Regions from separate parts of the Mus musculus genome. Here region 2 is linked to region 1. Evidence: chromatin contacts called from public HiChIP or PLAC-seq data. All regions are on one chromosome and are shown on one strand. Each heading gives the region's core, a stretch centred on a gene start, on an enhancer-like site or on the middle of the called end of the contact. The rest is flanking DNA. Distances are from core to core; before and after follow the strand shown. Region 1 overlaps LOC108168713 (a long non-coding RNA gene). Region 2 holds the start of Mecr (mitochondrial trans-2-enoyl-CoA reductase).

The links. HiChIP or PLAC-seq counts read pairs in DNA pulled down with a chosen protein or histone mark.
Region 2: an H3K4me3 HiChIP or PLAC-seq map of embryonic basal ganglia shows a contact between it and region 1, with 9 times the contacts expected there. The contact joins the promoter of Mecr here to the enhancer-like site in region 1. A contact is called at or near these places in 8 of 39 promoter capture datasets (the HPC-7 cell line, cranial neural crest, frontonasal cranial neural crest and 4 more), 2 of 15 datasets of contacts at CTCF or cohesin (embryonic stem cells and large pre-B cells), 10 of 484 Hi-C or Micro-C datasets (bone marrow-derived macrophages, cerebellum, cortical neurons and 3 more), 15 of 115 datasets of contacts at active chromatin or transcription factors (SST interneurons, craniofacial prominence, embryonic basal ganglia and 9 more) and 1 of 9 other capture datasets (embryonic stem cells).

What each region holds. Positions count from the first base shown.
Region 1 is chr4:130,981,922-130,987,566 of GRCm38.p6, forward strand. All of the region lies in intron 3 of LOC108168713 (a long non-coding RNA gene), which reads left to right. Among named protein-coding and RNA genes, the nearest start is that of A930031H19Rik, 26 kb to the right of the region's middle. Within about 2 kb of position 2,715, at least 11 of the 459 cell types and tissues checked have an H3K27ac peak or open chromatin away from gene starts, as enhancers often do. A contact at or near this core is called in SST interneurons, cortical neurons and hippocampal neurons, where this site is marked.
Region 2 is chr4:131,841,594-131,847,127 of GRCm38.p6, forward strand. It overlaps Mecr (mitochondrial trans-2-enoyl-CoA reductase), which reads left to right and starts at 1,878. Exons shown (of 10, transcript NM_025297.2): 1 at 1,878-2,085. The coding sequence starts at 1,910.

The sequences.
Region 1 (5,645 bases), core at 1,465-3,964:
ATAGGCTGCATACTTTGCAAAGGATCGCGTTAGGGCCTGGCCGTGTGCATAGGAGCAAGAGACAGAAACCTCAGAAACCACGTTTATCCCGTGTGTATGTTGGGACACAAAGCAACCCCAAACCTGTGCCTGGGATAAGGAGTCACATCCCTAGGTCTAGACTCTGACTTAGCTCTGTCCCTCGAACTCCCTTATGAGCCTTGGTTTCCTTATCTGTAAAACAGAGGCCACGCCCCCCCCACCACCCACCCCCCCATGTTCCAGCATCATGCACAATTTCTTCGGCTCGTTTCGCTGCTGGGAAGCTGTGTTTCCTCAGGTTCAGTGACATCACCGTATCAACTTGCTACCTAGAGCCGAATGTTGGGAGATGCTGTGGCCTAAATGTTTGCATCAGTACCACAGTTGAAGGAGATGCTGTGTGGAGTCTCTGGTACTCAGGGTGTGCTTAGTAAATGTAGTTAATTGTTATTACAGCACTTAACAGTTTCTAAGGAGGGCAGTGTTAGTCACTGTTCTATTGCTGTGAAGAGACACCGTGACTGAGGCAGTTCTTCTGGGAGAAGAAGGCATTTAACTGGGGGCGGGGGTGGTTGCTTACAGTTTTCAAGATTTAGTCCATTATCATCATGGTGGGGAGCATGGTAATATGCAGGCGGGCGCTGAGGCAGTAGCTGAGAGCTACAGTTTGATCCGTAGGCAGAGAGAGAGAGAGAGAGAGAGAGAGAGAGAGAGAGAGACTGTCCAGGCTTGGTGTGGATTTTGAAACTTCAAAACCTTACTTTCTTTGACAAGGCCACACCTCCTAATCCTTCTAATCTTTTCAAATATTGCCACTCTCCAGTGACTAAGTATTCAAACACTTGATTCTATGGGGGCCATTTTCATGTAAACCACCACAAGGTCATAAAAGACAGGATCTCATGCAGCCCAGGCTGGCCTGAACTCACTAGCTGAAGATAACCTTCAACTTCTGATCTTCTTGCTTCTACCTCCCTAATACTGGAGTTACAGGGATGTACGGCCATAGTCAATTTTTATGCAGTGCTAGGGGTTGAACTTATGCATGCTGGGCAAGCACTGTATCAAGATGCTGCTGCTGCTAGCCTCAGCATCCCATCTCATCCATGGGAGTTGTACGTTTACCCATAATACCAGGAGATGGACCCAGGTTTCTGATCCCAGAGTCCAGGCTATGACTGGACCAATGCCCTGTCCCCATACTATCATTAAATGCCAGCACAATGATGGACGACCTGGAGCTCTGAGAGATGAGGAGGAAGGATGAGAACCAGGCAGATGATGGAATCTGGAGGTCTAGAGAACTCCTCACAGGTGTGCATCATATATGGGGCTAAAAGACGATAGTTGGGATGGAGAGGGGCTGACCAATTCAGGCCCAGAGATAGCATAGAGGATGCTGGGCTGTCTCTGAGCAGAGGCCAACCAGGGTTTGATCACAAATCCTGGCACAAGATTTCCTGAGGAGAAATGGCAAGATAAAAGAGCTGTCTTCAGAACCCAGCCCCGAGGACACCCTGATCTTGGTCATCTAACCTTGAGAACAGGGAGGAAGTGAACTGTTCAGCAGGTCACTCAGGCCGTGGTGCTCTCCTTTGAGAGCCCGAGCAGACAGGTGAAGGCAGGAAGAAGGCTTTTCTGCCAATTTGCTCAGTGCCGTTGGCCTGTCCTTGAATATTCAGCTGGTGATGTTTTCTGCTAGTAATCAATGAGCCTCCATTGATTTCCAGATAGAAATATTTTTCTGTGCGCTTTTTAATGAGACGACAGTCTCGCATGAACTAACATCAGGCTAGAGAATTTCTGTTTGGATGTGTTTTATTGTTTTAAAAAAAAAAAAACGGCATCAATTCCTCTCTGGGGACATTTGTGTCTCCTGATCTCCACTGGGGTCATCTGCCACCACACCTGTGTATCCTCCACCTGCTGGCCTCACTGGGGACATCCAGGTACCCCCTGCCAACCCACCTCATCATCTATAGGTTTTCTGCCCAGGGTTTCCCTCACTGGGGTCTCTGGTTGTGCAGAGTCCATGGGTAAAAGCTGGACTTCCTAAATCTCTTCTCTTTGAAGATGGAAGCCAGTCCTTCCTACTCCTCCACCAACCATGCTGTAGTGGGTAGGTTTGCTTGTTAGGGGGTTGGTGCTGGGGTTCATGGAATAGGGAATAGATCATAGACTAGGATGACAGAGCAAAGAGAAAGTTCTGGAAGGAAGGAGAAATGCTAAAAATCGGTTTATGTGCCCCTGCCCCTCCCCCCAAATGGCTGCTCTAACTCATTTGAGACCCTTTGGTCTGAACTCATGCATGAGGTGGGTAGAGATTATAAGCCCACGGCAAATGTCTCCCCTTGATTGAGCTGGATCCCTGTACCTCTTTCTGTCTCTGTCGTCTCCCATTTGAGCTCTGAGGACATCTAATTCCCCTCTCTTCTAGTGGTAGATTTGTTCTCTAGGGACAATTTTACATTGTCATACCTGGCATAGTGCTGGTGGGACCCACCTGCTGGGCAGAAGTCAGAGGATTCTGAGCATGCTCCAGTGCCCAGGATGGCACCCTTGCTAGGGACTTTCCAGTCCAAGGGTCTGCCATGCTACTACGGAGAGCCCCACGAGTCTTACAGAGCACATGAAGCTCAGCCAAGGAGGCAGCCTGCTCAAAGCCACACATGTACTGGTGGCAGATCCAAGATGACGGCCCCGGGAACTTAGCTCTCATCCAGCTTGGAGAGTCTCAGTGCCAGGTGGCTTCTCTGTCTCAGGCTTGATTTTCATTCCTCTGTAAATAATCTCAGTTTCAGGAACACTTGTGTCTGTATTTGTTGCTGCGTGTCTTTCATTGTGCTTTCTGTCTGGGTAATCCGAGGCTTGCAGGCAGCCAAGGACGAGGTGCACATTCCAATGAAACACGATACAAAATAATTGCACAGATTTCTTTCACGTCTGAGTGACAGAGTAATCTCCCCGATACATCTTTCTTCCCTCTTTGCTCCCTCTGCTTTCGGCTTTCTCCTCTTTCTCCAGATTCTCCGGGATTTAAGTGGCTCCCTGGCATTCAGTCACTGAGATACACACGAGTCCCCATCAGCTTTTGTTCCCTATGATCTGTGCGCAGTGCCTTCGGGACTCGGGAGTGGGAACTGCAGGGGAGCAACCCCAGCTCTGGGAAGGGTGAGAAGAGGTCTCTATGGATTATGGCGTGTGTGTGTGTGTGTGTGTGTGTGTGTGTGTGTGTGTGTGTTTCAGATGCAGGACAGCAAGTACGTCCTGCAATGCTGATGTCTTGGGGTAGACATACTCTTAGCATCATGGTGTCAGAGAATCAGAACCATAGGGAACAATGTGAATTCTCACATCAAGCTTGGACTCTGGTCAAAAGAGCAAGGTGGAAGGATGGAGTGGGAGTCATGGCTTTAGAGGAGACGTGGGGAGTGGAGGAGACATAGGCAAGACCCTATGTGTTTCTGTCTCCCATGGGCTGCACATTCTATCCTGAGAGGACTAGGGAGCTCATGAAAGTCAGAGTGAGAGAGGCCCTAGAGATCTATGCATGAATTATTTTTTTTTCTGGGTGCTTTGTCATGACGCGCACATCCGGTGGGGCAGGTGATAGCAGTCAGTGGGAGGTTGCCTGGAAAAGTCCAGAGGGCCTTGATGGGGAAGAAGAGGCTGGGGAGCAGAGAGGACCATCAAGGTGACCATGCCACCTCCCGGGCTGTTTATTTTTTTCACCCCTCTGGGTCTCATGATAGTTGTTAAGTGGAGGCAACATGGCCATTCCACAGAGCTAGCAGAGGGTATCAGGCTAGAAGGATGGTAGGCAGCTTGTAAGAAGTGTGTTAAATGATCAGAGGCCACCAGGCTTATTGGAGGTGGGACGGCTGGGACCCTGGACTTGTGGTCGCCCAAAGGTAAGGACTCTTAGTGGGATGCAGTTTCCCAGGGCCAGGTGAGGGTCTCTGTGTTCTAGGGTAGAGATTAGCACTGAGATGGGGTGATGGGGTAGTAGGGGTACTCCTGCAGTTGCTGATCGTTTACCGTTCACTCACATCCTAGAATATGGGGATGGGTCCAGAGGGGATTAGAAAGGGCCTGACTTGCTAAGCACTTTTGCCCAGAGCGGGGGGCCGGGGGGGGCCCTGTATCATGACTTGGAGGAGAACTATGTTCGATGAGCCTGTTGACCAGACAACGATATGGATAGTCACATTGAGCCTCAAACCACAGGACCAGAGACTGTATATACCCAGAGTTCCAACTCAAGCCTTCCTGACTCCAAGTGGTCCATTCTTCTGATGGGCTGGCTGCCCTGGCCAGCCCCAGCCGCTACATGGTACTCTGCTGCTCTGATTCTCCTTGGCCTCCTGATCTGGCTGTGTCCCACATGGTAGGTCTGTCAGTCTAGCAGCGAGTCAGGCTTGCTGAGGACCAGGCTTCCATCAGTCTCCTGTGGGTCTCCATAGTAACAGTTACTCATCCTGACTCTTCCTGAGAGGCCAGGAATGGCAGAAGCTGAGGCAGACCTCACTAAATATCCAACCCACTAAAGGACCATTCTGCTTCCCAGAAACTGTCTCAACCTCTTCCCAAATTTGCCCTGTGTCAGCTAGCTCAGGATTCAGGAGGTCTGCTGATAACCCCTGGTCTGCATCTTGCTCATGTTCCTGTAGACATCTGGACAGTCTCCTGGGGCCCCGGAGCCTCTGGGCTCCTCTCTCTCCTTCTCACATGGCATCACTTTGGAACACAGGCTTTGGGGCCACATCTCTCATGAGTGCCTGGCTTTACTGAATCTCTCTCAGCCTCAGTTTTCCTTTCTGTCCACTGGGATGCAGAGATAAGAATGACTAGAGTCTGTGAACTTCCGGGCTGGGCCCTGGTGTGTCATCTGTGAGCAGTGAACAAAGCCTCAGGCTTGATACCTCCCATTCTTCTAAAATCACTTCAGACATGGCCTTGCCCATTTGATACAAGTCAGAGTCCTTCAGTCTGATGTTTCAGGCCTCTGTGGGGAGTCTCCAGTTGTCATTCCAGTATGACCATTTTTGTCTTTATGTCCTCTGTAGTTTCAAGTGACTATTTCTCCAGGTCACTTGTCACTAAACCAAACCTCATACTCCAGCTATGTACTCTGTAAGGACCAGTCTTCTTCCACTCTATCCCCTCTGTGTCTTGAGACTTGACCCGATTGTCTGTTGGGATTGCTAACCTCTAGCTGCGCCTCCTCTAGGAAGCCTTCTGGAAGGTTGAACTGAGTAGACCCTCCCCTTGTGGTCCTGTATGCAGGCTGAGAGTGACATCATCCCTCTTGGAGCATGCGCTCTGGCTGTTCCCCAGCAGGCCAGGCCAGGAAGGCTCTTCCCTATAGTTTTCAAAAGCTGCCACACCTCACTGCTCAGCGGTTCTCACCCTCCCAGAAAAGCCTTACCTGTGTTTGTCTTAGATGTGCCTTACCTGCTAAGGGCTCCACCAGACTCCCTGTTCTTCATAGTTATCCCCCTTCCCCAGCACGAAACAGTGGCCAGAGAGGTCCCCAAGACACCTGAAAGGGAGAGGCAGAGGTCGGAGGGAGGGTGGGAGCACCTGGAAGGAGAGGGAACAGGGAAGAGGGAGATGGGTGAGCA
Region 2 (5,534 bases), core at 628-3,127, 860 kb after region 1:
GATTTCTCTAATAAATGCAGTTATTGAGTCAAACCCCAGTGTTTTACAAAGTGATAGCTCTCATTTCATCCTCACACCATATTCCTGGAATCGTTTTAGAACGTTCCATATGTCAAACAGTGTGCTAAGTGGTTCAAGTGGTACTCGCTCCCTCGGTCTTCAAGACAACCTTGGGACTATTAGTCTCTTGATTATTGTTGAGCTTTTTTTGTCTTTGCCTTGTTAGAGATCAAACCCAGGACCTCACACGTGCTACCACTGAGTGTGCTCTACCACTGAGCTACCTCCCTAGCTCAGTTCCCTTCATTTTAACCATGAGGGAAACAGAGGCACAGAGAAGCCAAGTGACGAATTCAAAACCAAACATCCAGGAAATGGCAGAACCAGGATGCAAATCTAGATTTGCCTGAGTCCAGTTCCCAAAACCTTAATCTCTATGCTTTGGTGGGCTCTCCTCCTCAGAGAAAAATTTGTTTCCCACGGCAAGCTTTGGGTCAATCATCTTTGTCTTTCAAACGCTCTCTGATACTTATTTCCTGGGCTACCACATCACCGGACTCTGGGGAACGTCTAAGAATGTATACCTTTGGATCGTGTACCTCTCTCCATGTTTCTAAATCAGGAGTCCTAAAATGGAACCTCATCTGATTTCCATGCACGCAGTTTGGGAATGGAAGGACTGCCTCCTGCAGCACTTCCTTGCTCCCTTTCTTCAGCCTGCAACAGTGCACACTTGCATGTACACAAATGTTCCACGGACGGGTTATTTATGCTGATGTTTCTTTTCCACCAAAACTAAGAACCTGCGTCTTTCCAGGTTAATACCTTTTACAAAGAATTTTCATTTCCCACCCAATCTCTTTGTATGCTGTGAGCATTTTAAACGACATCTTCCTTCATGGGACCCCTCTCATAGCTGAACAGCTTGATGGTTTTACAATGTATTATCCTGTCAACCTTAACATTGTTCTAATGTTTTGTTTTTATTTTTCCTTAACATTGTTCTAATGTTTTGTTTTTATTTTTCTTCCCAAGACAGATTTTCTCTGTGTAGCCCTGACTGTCCTGGAACTCACTTTGTAGACCAGGCTGGCCTCGAACTCAGAAATCCGCCTGCCTCTGCCTCCCAAGTGCTGGGATTAAAGGCGTGCGCCACCACCACCCGGCTTCTTCTAATGTTTTATCCATTCCTCACAACCGTCTGAAATGAGGTATATCATTTTCATGGCATCAATGAGAAATAGGCTCCAAGTTGCGCTCACTTGCCCAAGCTAGGAAAGAGCTGCTAGGATTTGAGCCTGGTATTCCTGGTATGTTAACTCTGGGTAAAGAAGTCCCCAAGTCTTGGTAGAGCATGCCTCTAATCACAGCACTTGGGAAGCAGAAGCAAGCGGATCTCTGAATTTGAGGCCAGCCTGGTCTACAGAGGGACAGCCTGGAACACACAAAGAAACCTGTCTCGAAAAACTGATGATGGTGGTGATGCTGGGCTGATAAAGTCTTTGTGTTGTTCTGGGGGAACTGAAGATGAAATGATACTTTAAAAAGTCTGGCACAGTGGTATCTCAATAAAGAGTGCAAAGGGGATACTGAGGCCAGAATGTAAATGACTTCCCGGAAACACCACGCGACAAGCAGCAGTCACAGCTTTAAGCCAGTTCTGAACTCTCTTCATGGGTAGGCTGCTTTGGCTAGCTGTGCAACTTCTCCAGGTCTCTGAATACCTTACGTAGCCCACCCTCAATCCTCACACCAGTCCGGGAGAAACCCTACACCAATACCTGGGCAGAGAGCGAGCGGCCTCTTTTAAAGAAGGGGGCGCGGTCACGAGCGGGGCGGGGCTCAGGCTTGCTGTCGCGGACGAATGACGTAGTCCAGAGCGCCGGATTCTGCCAGTGCTGGAAGCAGCATGTTGGTCAGCCAGCGAGTGACAGGGGCGCGAGCCCGGGCACCTCAGCTTGCGGGTCTCCTCGAGGCTTGGTACCGCCACGGCCGGACCACATCCTCCTACTCCGCTCTCTCTGAGCCGTCACGGGTGCGGGCGCTGGTCTATGGCAACCATGGGGATCCAGCCAAGGTCGTCCAGTAAGAGTCGGCGCCGCCACCGGGGAGGGAGCTGGGGTTCCTGGAGGGTTTTGAGGCGGGCGGCGGACTGCCAGGAGAGGACAGGGTCCGAGGAAGAGGGTTCTGCTGTCCTACAGATGCCGAGACCCCAGGGCGTGCTTGCTGACCCGACACCGGTGCTTTCCGGCGGCCAAGGACCCGCGAGGCACCGGTGCCAGAGTTTACTGACCCATATTGGTTTGAAGATTGTGGCAGTCACTCCTTTGTCTCAGTGGATGCTTCCGACTATTTGTCACAGCAACAGTCTGGGGGTATTTATTGCATTTTTTTTTCAGATGAGAAAAGCGAGGCATAAGAAAGTTAAAATTAACATTTGCCCCAAGTCACCCAGCCAGTGAGAATAGAAATTTGAACATACGGTCTGACAGCCTACCTAGATTCTACACCTGTTTTTAAATAGGAGATTATTGTTTGCCTTTCACAGAGGCCGAGGGGCTTGTCTAAAATGATACGGCTAATTAGTGATTGGAATAGGTGCCGGAATTCACCTGTTTCTCATGCGAGTTCCCTTCCACCAAGCCATGTGTGCATCTTGGCCTAATTATGACGAGTTGTTTAAACCCAGCTTGATGGCATGTGCCGTTAATCCCAGCACTAGTGAGGCAGAGGCCCGCAGATCTCTGTGAGTTCAAGGCCAGTCTAGTCTACATAGTCAGTTCCAGGATAGCCAGGACTATAGAGAGAGACCCTGTCTCAAAACAAACAAGCAAAAAGGAGTTGTTTCATAATCCCAGGATGCTGAGGTAAAAGGGTTATGAGTTTGAGACCAACATGGGTTGCATAATGAGCCTTTGTCTCAAAATACACACTCACAGTAAAAATACATAAAAATTTAAAAAAAAATCTTCAAATACAGTTTAGGGGATGCGCATGGTGTGTGCCTGTAGTCCCAGCACTTGCTAAGGGAGGAAGATTGTGAATGTAATGCTAGCCTGAACTACATATTGAGACCCTGCCTCAAAAACAAACAAAAAGTGGACAAGTTGGGCTTACCAACATGCATCTTATTATTATTATTTCTTCCCTTCTTAAGGTCTCCCTGTATGGTCCCAGCTAGCCTAGAACATGTTGAGTAGCCTTGGCTGACCTGGAGTTTCTAGTGATCCTTCTACCTCTGCCACCCCCAGCCCCCAGCACTGGGGCTGAAGTTGCCTGCTTCTAATGGGGGAGGGAGCTCCTTTGGTTATATGTATGTATGTTTGTTTGTTTGAGATTGGGTCTTTGTAGCCCTGGATGGCCTGCCTCTGCCTCCTAAATGCTGGGATTAAAGGCTTGCAACTCCAAACCTACCCACCCCATCCCCCTTTTTAAACAGAGGCTGGGCTCTTAACTTCCAAGTGCTGAGATTGCAGGTGTGTTCCCCACTGTTCCTGCTCCCCTTCCTTTCTCTCCCCTCAGACAAGGTGTTCCTGTGTTGCCCAGGCTGATCTGGAATTTGTGGCCTCTCTTCCCCCCCCCCCCAGGTTCTCAAGGAATTTGAATTATTGTTGATATTCTTTTACATTGTTCTAGAGTGGGTGTGGCCAGAGGGCCCATGCCCCTGAGTTTATCCGAAGCTCCTCTCTGACTGTCAAAGCACCTAGCCGGTACATGAACCATTACAGTAATTCTGTCTGCTGTGAATCAAGGAGTTATAAAGGCACCACAGGGGAAACTTCCGGGGCTTTTTGGTGGAGTGACATTTGTTCATTCTTATCCCTGTATGGTATATTTGTGATGTGGCCCAGAGAACGAAGTGACCTTGCCAAACCCTCAGCTAAGCCAAGTTAGGGCAAAGAGCTGACTCTAGATTCCCTAATTCCCAGATTGGTGCTTTCACCTTAGCCCTACTCCAGACAACCTTAACAGCTCTTTTGACTGGTAAGATATGTGTAATTAGTTGGTAGCTCACATGCGGAAATTATGAATTAAGATCCAACAGAATTTTATAAGAGGATATTATAGACATAGAGGTTCAGAGGTTGACTAATTTGTCTAAGATCAAACATCTCATATTTGATTTTAAGAGAGGGAGGGAGGGAGGGAGGGAGGGAGAGAGAGAGAGAGAGAGAGAGAGAGAGAGAGAGCGCGCTAGCTCTCAGGAGTCAGTTCTCTCCTGCCGTCTTTAGCGAACAGGTGATGGAGCTCAGGTATCAGGTCTGGGCATCAGTACCTCCGACTGCTGAGCTGACCCATCAGCCATAAGTTGTATTTTGCTCATAGGGAATCAATCATGTCAGGATAGACACTTCCCTGGAGATTTTGCTGCAGTGAGGTGATAAAGTCCTTATGAGCAGGCCTCCATTTTCAGAAATGAACTCAAACTGAGAGCAGTGAGGTGGTGCTCCCAAAGGCTCATCATTTGTGTCCCTCGCCAGCCTGCTGCAAAGCACCTGCTCCTGTCATGTTAGCCGAACCCAAAGCTCATTTCGTTAAGAAGGTCACCTTTTATTGCATTCTCCCAAGGTGATAAGGAAGGCTTGGGTGGTTAAACAGCTGTGTGCAGTGGCCTCCTGATTGGTTTCCTGTTAGAGTGCCAGGGAAGCTGGGAACAGCCCAGTCTGTCTACAGATGCCTCCAGGAAAAAAGCCAGCAGCTTTTGTCTTCTATGTAGACTTCTAGTTATTTCCCCAAGTTCAGAGCATTCTCTTCAGCCTGGATTCACAGCTCAGTCTGTCACCTGTGCTACATTTGGAAACTACTTCTGGGCTCTGCCTCTAAAGTGCTCAGTGGGTCTATCTCGGCCTAGGGTGGCCATTTATTTACGCTTTTCAGGCCTCCCGGTGACTGATGCCTAGCCATTGTTGAGGAGCAATGCCTACAGATAGATGGCCAGGCAGTAGGGATTGTCCCTGGTCTGGCCTGACCTTCCCTTCTGACTCAGATTCAGACAACTTTGCATGTGGGCTGAGGCCAGTGACCGATCGAGATTCCCTTTGTAGTCCTGTGTAAGGTTTACAGTGCCCACAGCCACCAAAGAATCAAATGTTCCTTTCCCATCTTAATGTCTGGGCATCACTGGGCCTGGTGACCAGAAGATCATGAAACTATCCAAAATCCAAACAGTAGTTCCCAGACAGGTGTGTTGTGTACTGTGGGCCAGTGCTCTGGGAGGTGGGGGGAAAGTATGAAATCAGGCTGCAGAGTCTTACAGGATTCTGGACATTTCAGAGGTGGCCAGAGCCACTGTTCTCTGTGCAGACTTCTAGATTCTGTACCACAGAGGTCTGGAAATCCAGATGTCCTTTTCTTTCCTCCTCCCTAGACCCTCCTGCCCCTCCCCCATCCTACAATGTGTTCCCTCAGAATGCTGCTCTCTTTAGTGATAGTATGGAAATAACTCTCATTTATTGTATACCTACCAAGTAGCAAGCATTGAACTAAGTTCTCTCCAGTTTCTTGGGATGCTGAAGCAGGAGACTTGTTTGAGC